Regions from separate parts of the Gossypium hirsutum genome. Here region 1 is linked to region 2. Evidence: chromatin contacts called from public Hi-C data. All regions are on one chromosome and are shown on one strand. The core of a region is the stretch at or near the end of the contact, and the rest is flanking DNA. Distances in the headings are between cores, read along the strand shown. Region 1 holds the start of LOC107927142 (ABC transporter G family member 3). Region 2 holds the start of LOC107927115 (OVARIAN TUMOR DOMAIN-containing deubiquitinating enzyme 12).

Region 1 (4,313 bases), core at 1,145-3,644, 150 kb after region 2:
AATTACAACTTCTTTTCTTTTTAGGACATTTTCTCCATCAAGTGTTTGGAGCATTATTGGGTAAGAGAAAAAGGTCTCACATGTTTCATACATGTGTCCCACACGTTTCCACCTTTATTTGATGGTTAAAATGTTTAAAATTTAGGATTTTAGTGTTTTTATTTTTCAAAATTTTAAATTCAGACATTGTTAAATTTATTGTTGTGATATTTTTGAAATAAAAAAAAAACACTCACGTGATAACCATGTACTTCAAAAATGACTTCGTAATTAACTTGAATTTAACAAAAAGGATCTAACAGTGTTAACAGTTTGATCTAAATTTTGAAATTTAAAAAGTAAATAGACTAAATTCGTAATCTTTGAAAAGTACATGGACTTCTAGCACAATTTTAACCTTATTTTGATATATGATAGTGCTATTTTTATGCGTTCCAATAATAGTACTATTTTACACTAAAGAAAAAAAGGTAAAAGCAAATTTCTAAAATGATTGATATGAAAAACAACAAAATAGAAGAGTGGCAAATGTTGTAGACACAATTTCTTTCAAAGGGCTTACAAAAATTTGTCTATAACCCAATAATTCCAATGTATGATTGTTCCTTTAAAGGAAAGTTATAGTAGTTTATGATTTTTTTTTGGGTGAATTATAAGAGGAGGGTAAAGTCTTAACAGTAATCGATCAGTGTCACTCGAACTTGGACTACACTTGAGACAGTGAATACCTTAATCATCAGACCAACACACTGGGTTTTAGTATATAATTTTATTAATAGTTGCGTTTGTTATTCGAGTTTTGTTTTATTATTATAATTCAAAAAAAAAAACAATACAATTGCATAAATTTTTACTTTATTTGGGGATGAATATAATAATGCTGAGAAGGAGTTAGGGAATTAAACACATACTTTTGGAATTAGTTGAGTGGTCCAATTGGTGGTGTTATTAATTAACGGTTTGATCGGTTTGAATGTCAATTCAACTAGTTAATTTTTAAATCTCGATTCAGAATGATTTACAATTTAGGCAATTCAATTTTTATATTTAAACTAATATATAGACTAATTATCGATTCAATTGGTCAAGTCAATCTAGTTCTAACAATTATGCTCATAAACTTTTTTTTTTTAATCAAGCATATGATATTTCCAATTTTGGACAATGTTAGCAAGATGTAATTTTTCCATTTTTAAGAAACTTAAAATTACAAGTTCAAAAAATTTTTAAAAAATGATAATAATGGAAAGATGGATTATTTAATTTATGGAGAGGTTGTGGTTGGGTTTTAAGATATTTTTAAGTATGGATTTGAGTTTGGTCTAACTCAACTCATCAAAATGAAATATTTTATTGTTTGAAAATAATAAAAAATAAAATTTTAATATTATATTAATAATTATATATTTTTTAATTAGTTTTGAATATAATTTTTGGGAATTAAAATGAAAGAGAAGAGAGGAGCGCTTTTTCATATCCTGCGTTGGCAAAATAAACATCATTATGTTCTTCCACAACAAAAAGAAATTAAAGGCCGCCCCTTTAAAAAAAGAAAAGAAGAGAAATATCAAAGACTATTTGTGGTCTAATTCCATAGAAAATCACTAAATTATGACCTAGGTTCTAAATTAGTCCCTAAATTTCAAAATATTTTAATCCAATCATCCAAGTATTATCAGTCTATGCTCAAATTTGAATTGAAACATTTGAAAACTTAGTCAAATTTCAAATACGTGTATACTTACGGTATAGATAGCTCGGATTTGATGTGTTAAAAAATTAATTAAAATATGCTCCAAGTTCTTGTATTCTTTGTACATTTGAAATTTAGTCCTTCTACTTTTTGGATTTCGGAATATAAGTCTAATTGTTAACTTTGGCTAAATCATTCTAATAAATTGATTAGTGTGGCATTTTAAAATAAAATAAAACTCACTAGATAATCATGGGGCAAAAAAAAAAAACGTTGCAATGAACTTATATTTAACAAAGAGAATTGTAACGGTGTTGATAATTGGACTTATATTTTTAAATCCGAAAAATTAAGGATTAATTTTCTTGAAATAAAAGTAGGATCAAATTTCAAATTTACGAAGAATGCAAGAATTTGGAGCAGATGTTAATCTAAAAAATCGAACATTGTGACTAAAATTTAAGAAAATTACTACTTTTCTTTAACACATCGACTTTAAGTAATCCATGCAATATTTATAATTCCAACTGAAATTTAATGTATAAATTGATTTTTTTTAGATTAACAAAGGAATTTGAATGATACTGCTAAATTAGAACGACCTGAAGTTAGGGATGAATTTAAAAACTAAATCATAGTTGAAGTATGCGGGATGGAATTAACCATATATAAATGTTTATATATGAAGAATTTAGTGAAGTACTCTCTCAGTAGACATAGAGATGCCAGCAGTAGTATCAAAAAAGAGACCCGACAAAAGCGGGTCAAGTAATCCAGGAAACATTTACCGAGTTTTTAGATTCTTTATTTGTTTCATTTAACTCAGTGACTCACTCGTCACCCTACACTCTTTTCTTTTTCCACATCCAACTCTTTCTTTCTCTCTCTACCATTGAAGTTCTTTCTAACTCAGATCCAGGTTTGTCTCTTGCACTTCTTTTTTACTTCTTAATTCTTCTTCTTATTTTTTTTAGTTTATTGTTTTGTCTGCTATGGGTACTTGAGATACTATTAGAACACCAAAACATTCAAGGTTTGGGGTTGTTTGTTGGTTGGTTGTATGTAACTCAGCATCTTGACCTGAATAAATTATTGGGCTCGTCTCAACAATCTGTTGTTTGTAAAAAGAAATAGTGGTTTATGTTTTAGTTACTAAGTTGCTTATTTTCTTTTGTTGAAGCTTTCAATTTTAGAGGATTTTCCTGCATTATTTTGTTTTAGTTATGAAATTTAGTACTGGGTAGTTTGAGTTGTATCAAATAGATGGATAATATGTGGTCAAGGGGAAGGTCCAATGCATTAGTATTTTGCTTTCATATGCTGGCAAACATGTTATGTTGTTGTGTGGATTGGTGGATTATTTTAATATTAAGCTATTAGTTTCATTTTTAATTTTGTGCTCCATTGTTGGTGTTCATTCTCTCCATGGAAGTTGAGAGCTTTTTGTTTAATTAATTCCTTCCATTGAATGCAGGCTATGCTTTTCTAACACCTAATGGTAGACTTTAAGCTTTTGATCTCCTACAGTACCTTGGTACGAATTCTGTAATTGTTGCTTAATATTTTGTTTTCGTTTAACAGGTGGCATAATGTTTTAATTAGGGTTGTGAAAGTGTGGATGGTACAACAACTCAGTGTGCAGTTATCAGCCAGTCTCGTCCCTTGATTATTAAAGTGGGGGCACTAGGAAGTTTCCCATAGCATTTGCCAGGGCTATTTCTACAATTGGATTTTAGAAGGTTTAGAAATCAGGAGTGAGCAATGGAAGAAATACAGTCTCAATCGGACAATTATAGGTCTTCTTCCTCCTCAGCCAGTAGTCCTGCAAGTAGGGTGCCCTCTAGTAACTTTTTCTATCTACGGAAACCTGGTTCTCTTCGACAACCCATCTCATTTGAGGATTCGCCTGAGTGGGAAGATACAGATGCCGATGTCAGGGTGGAGGAAGGAGGTGACTCTATCAATGCTGCAACTACACCAGTCTCACCATCTCTCTCAAAACTCAATAGTGGGTCCTTGCCGTCACCGCCGATGCCAGAAGCTGCAGCTGTTACAAGAAAAACTGCCGGTGCATCAGTTGTGTGGAAAGACTTGGCTGTTACCATAAAGGGAAAGCGGAAGTATTCTGATAAAGTTGTGAAGAGTTCCAATGGTTATGCATTACCTGGCACAATGACAGTAATCATGGGTCCTGCAAAATCCGGGAAGTCCACGCTACTGAGGGCTATAGCAGGTCTGTTAGTGTGACACTTGTATTGGCTACTTATCAAACAACAAATTTTTTTATGCTTTTATGTTGTTTCATTTCAGATTTTTAAGACTGAAAATTTCTTTTCTTGAATTTAGGAAGATTACACCCTTCAGCTAAAATGTATGGTGAAGTATTCATTAACGGGGCGAAAACACGCTTTCTTTATGGTTCATATGTGAGTTTCAGTTACATTTTCATGGGCGGTGAAATTTCTAGATGTTACTTTTGATACTTCATATGATTCTTGCCTTGACAGAGTGATTTCTCTTGGTGAAAGTGATTACTCTTGATTGTCTCTTTTTTTTTTGGTCCAAATTGATATATAAGCATTTTCTCACTTAAAACCTTTTGGATTTGGTATTTTGCAAT
Region 2 (4,595 bases), core at 1,339-3,838:
ATCAATATGATGAAGCAAGGTCAAGAAAACTAGAAAAGGAGGAATAGTTAAGTCATGGAGGAACAGAAAAATACTTGGACATCTTCTCCAGGTAGTCACCGTATGCCATGGGAACATACCCCTCATATATATCTGGACAAGACTTAAGCTGATTGTGCAAGATATAGCAAGAAAAGAAAAGTTAACATCAAACTTTACTTGCAATGCACAATGATTTCAATGTAAGACTATACACAAGCCCAACAAACAAAAACGCCAAACTTTGCTATTGTATGTTAAAGGCCAACCTGGTCTACAACTTGCTGCCTCACAAACTCATGATGCTCAGGAGTTCGATAAACTTGATCAGATAGAGCACGGAACTGGCAACATCATGAAGCTAATGAGACATCAGGTATATAATTTACATGAAGCACTGCAGTAACAATTAGTGAGCTTCCATGATCACTGGGAAGAATGTCATAGGGGATGAGATTTTATGTCAGTAACAACATTCGAAAGTTTTACCAACAATCGAGTAAAGACCTTGGAAATAAATGTTAGAAGGGAACCAATATCAAAAGACACCCATGCTTTTATATGGATACATGAAACCTATGTATGTATAATGACAGTTTAGACACAGAACAACTTCAACCATATTGATGCTATCTAGCTCTATTGATGTTAATATCCATGCTTTCAGCTTTTAAGCTAACCTGACAGTTACCGTCTCCTTCAACTTTAAGCTCCACTAAATTATAGACTTGCAATCTGTTACAGCAAAAGAATTACCAGAACCATATATTCAACAAATAGGTCAACCAAAGGGGAAAAAATGGCAATAGAACTAGAAAATAGCTAGAAAATATAAAGATAAAGAATTCAAAGAAAGGTCCAATTCCAAGTTCCAGGAAACAAAACAAAAAAAAAACGCAAACCTCTCTAGTAGTCTTTGATGATCTAAAGTTGCTTCATCAACAGAGGGTATTTCACCATTGATTCTTGGAATATGCTACACACAACCAGAGATAAATCTAAATGCATACTACGACACTACTTTTTAGATGTCATAATCAAGAATCTAAACCTTATAGTCACACTTACAGGAACAGGAACCATCTGGTTCAGCCTTTTCCCAACTTCACCATCAAGAGCAAATTCATCGGTTAGCTCCAATGAATATGACCTATCCTCTTCACATAACAACTTCTCTTCAGGGCTAGAACATGAACTAGAAGTTGTTATTTCATCTTGCTCTTCCTCACCACAACCTTGCCCTACAAATCACAAAACAGAAACATATTAATGCAATACATTAAAGACATATCAGCAACTTCAAACCGTCAAACTCGAAAATTCAGAAACTTCCTTATACCAGAACCAAAGTCCCCAACAGACTGATTGATACAATCTCGAGTGTAACCAGACACTTGCAATTGCAATTCTTCTTCCTCCCCTTGGCTTGGAGATCCCACCACTGCAAGTTTTGACAGTTCTTGAAGTTGAAGAGTATGAGCAATAGCCTCATCATTTTCCACATTACAACATTCTCCCGCGTCGTAATGGTAATCCTCCTTGAAACTATTTCCATTGTAATACTCTCCATTTTCTTGAGTTAACACACCACAATATCCACAATTAGCATAGGGATCACTATTGAATAGTTGCAAACCCCACTTAACAAAATCATGTTCTTGCTCAGATGTCACCATCTTCTCTGTAGATAAAATCTCTTAACCCCCAAAATCTGCTTCCTGCAGTGATGAACGTTGACAAAATATATATATGATAATAAAGTTTAGTTATTTAGTAACAAAATGCAATACCCAGATTTTATTATAGCTTAAATATTTCTACTTTATGTAAAGGTTTGAGCTTTAACTAATAGATTTGCAGCCAAAAATGGTCAAATAGACCCCCCCCCAAACAATAAATATCAAACTAAACAATGAATTAACAACAAATTGCTCAGATTAGAAAACCCAAATTGTCCCTTAAACAATGGCATTATAGAAAATTAGAAAGAATTAAGAATACAAGAAAAGTAGCAAACACATTCACTAAAAAAGAAATGAGAACTTCTCAACATACCAGATTAGCTGAATGATATTAGAAGGAAACTAATTAAGATAATTTATCCATGAAAATAATATCAGAAAAACCCATTGAGATAAATAAAATAAAATGCGGGGTCGATACGCGGCAGAGACGAGATGAGTGGGGAATGAGGTGAGGAATACTTTAAAATGGAAGGGAAAAAATGCAAAAAAAAAAAAAAGTAATAATAATTACAGGAGGTGATGATAAAGGAGGGTCAGTTCACGAGGTATTGTACTAATGGTACTATTACTTTGCTTCCGTCAGGTAATAGTGGAGGAGACTAACAGTCAACGTGAATTGACGGCTATGGCATCTTCATTCTTCTTCACTTGTAGGCTGTAGCAGTATTTTGTAGGGTATTGCTCTTCTTTCTGACTGGAATTGTATTTCCCAGTTGCTAATCTCCACAAAGCCCAATCCAATTGAAATTAGGCGCTATATCTCTATGGTTAGGTAGATAAAAACGCCCCCCCCCCCCCCACCAAAAGAAAATTGCTGTTACCAGATTGTATGGGTACATTAAATCCCGCGTGAAAACCAAAATAAGGCACATTAATCTTTCATAATAATAAAAACATTGAATATATAAACCAATAAGCCGCATATCATCTCTTTCTGAAAAAATTTTACTTAAAACGTGTTTTATTTTTTTTATTTTAAAAAACAAAGTAAAACATAATATAATGCATTTTTTAAAAACTCATTAATTGTAAAATCATATTTGTAAATAATAATTTTTTAAATGTTAACAACTATAATCAAAAATATCAAAATACAAATACATGTCCGAATAACTACTATTAACTGAACTAAAATTCAGGTTTGGCGATAATGTACAGTGAAATTGAAAATTGTGCATGATAAATTTTGAACCTGCCCAAAACCTCTTTTAACTATGCCCGGGCCTCGTTGTGAATAATAATTAAAATGAAGTGAAAAACATGGGATTTCAAGAAAGCACATTCAGAAGTGGATTGCAGCAATGAGATTTTTACTTAAAATGCATAAAGAATAGAATAAGGTACAATGCTTGAAGACGAAACGTCAAATATTTGAAGCTAATAATATTGTTATAAACTCGAAAATATTCCTATACTATTATTCTGATTTGCAACGATATATTTCTTCAATCCTTTCTCCGTGTTGATGGCAGCGTAGAGCCACATCAGGCACCTCCTCGATATCCTTTGCAGGCTGGTGAAGCAGTAACAACAGTATAGTAGATTAAGTAAAACAAACCATCACTTCATGTATTACCGTCAAGTTTTGACCCAAAACTCAAAACCTGGTCCAACCATCCAACCCGTCTAGTCTTAATATAAAATGACCAAAACCCACAAAGCCACCCAAACCCAAAATGACTCAAAATCAAAATGAACAAAACTCGACATGGTCCAAACCCATAATGACCGACCCGAAAAACCTGAGCCTCAAACCAAAAACAACCCCGAACCTGGAATAACCCAAAATGACCCTAACCTGAAACTAATCCAAATTCAAATGACCAAAAAATTTTAAAACTTGAATTGACCTTATCCAAATTGAGCCGACTGATTTAATTTTACGGGATCATACCAAAAAGAAAAAAAAACACCATGTACCTGCAACAGTTCTAACAGACGCCATATCAAAAAGTCGATTATCATAACCAAGCAAAACAGCTTGCCTGCCCAAGCTCCACATGAAAGATACCTAACAAAACATCACCTCATTAGCATCCTTGGTAATAACTCAAAAATAATGTGATGATTTTACCAAATATTTCAAAGTTAAAAGCTACCACTTTGTCTATTACTCAGATTCTCCATTGTCCCTGAAGTACCCATGTCCGACACAAAACAAAAACAAGAGGGTATCAACTTAAAAATATAAAGAAAAGCTTTAAAAGTTTGGTATACCCATAACAAACACATAATTATGTTCAATACTCGTCTCCAAGTCCTGTTCACAACTAGATAATGCGAGCTTGAGTGTATATACAGTTGATGATTGCAAGGTTGTATGTAAGTTTTTATTTAATTACTTAATAAGCCAACTTTTAATCTTCCTGCCTTCCATACTAAAAGCACATAAGAAAATATCCATGCCATACACTCAACATTATACCAAAAACCTTTCAGTGAAATCAGAGGTGCTTGAAAAGCATGAAACCATCTCATTGGCTAAATCAAATTTGTGAGCATCATCTTCAGGGAAAACATTCGATGGCATACCTGGAAAGTCGTTCTAGGAGACTCTGATCAGAACATTTCAAGGCACGATTATATACAATCTCAGTCCTTTCAGCAACATCGTTCCAATTATAAAGTCTCTTCATCTTGCCACAGAAAGAGAAATATGCATTTGTCCACCTCACGCAGTTCAAAATTACTATATGAAGTCAATGAAAATTACTTACTCGATCATGCATAACCTGTGGATCAATATTAGGAAGGATAGATATTGCCTTCCTAATTGCATGTACCATGTCACTAGGATCCGGTTCAGCAAGTACTATCATGTCATCGGGTAAA

Evidence for each region. A called contact is a pair of places that touch in the nucleus more often than the background predicts.
Region 1: a contact with region 2 is called in a Hi-C map of leaf, with 1.9 times the contacts expected there. The contact joins the promoter of LOC107927142 here to the promoter of LOC107927115 in region 2. A contact is called at or near these places in 2 of 34 Hi-C or Micro-C datasets (both in leaf).

The regions. Positions count from the first base shown.
Region 1 is chrD03:49,640,170-49,644,482 of Gossypium_hirsutum_v2.1, forward strand. It overlaps LOC107927142 (ABC transporter G family member 3), which reads left to right and starts at 2,395. Exons shown (of 12, transcript XM_041090394.1): 1 at 2,395-2,612; 2 at 3,275-3,926; 3 at 4,040-4,119. The coding sequence starts at 3,455.
Region 2 is chrD03:49,485,343-49,489,937 of Gossypium_hirsutum_v2.1, forward strand. It overlaps LOC107927115 (OVARIAN TUMOR DOMAIN-containing deubiquitinating enzyme 12), which reads right to left and starts at 2,589. Exons shown (of 11, transcript XM_016858106.2): 1 at 2,275-2,589; 2 at 1,358-1,736; 3 at 1,087-1,259; 4 at 921-994; 5 at 699-753; 6 at 288-362; 7 at 75-148. The coding sequence starts at 1,694. It overlaps LOC107927113 (phosphatidylinositol N-acetylglucosaminyltransferase subunit A), which reads right to left. Exons shown (of 12, transcript XM_041090381.1): 9 at 4,481-4,595; 10 at 4,296-4,399; 11 at 3,684-3,774; 12 at 3,057-3,276. The coding sequence ends at 3,181.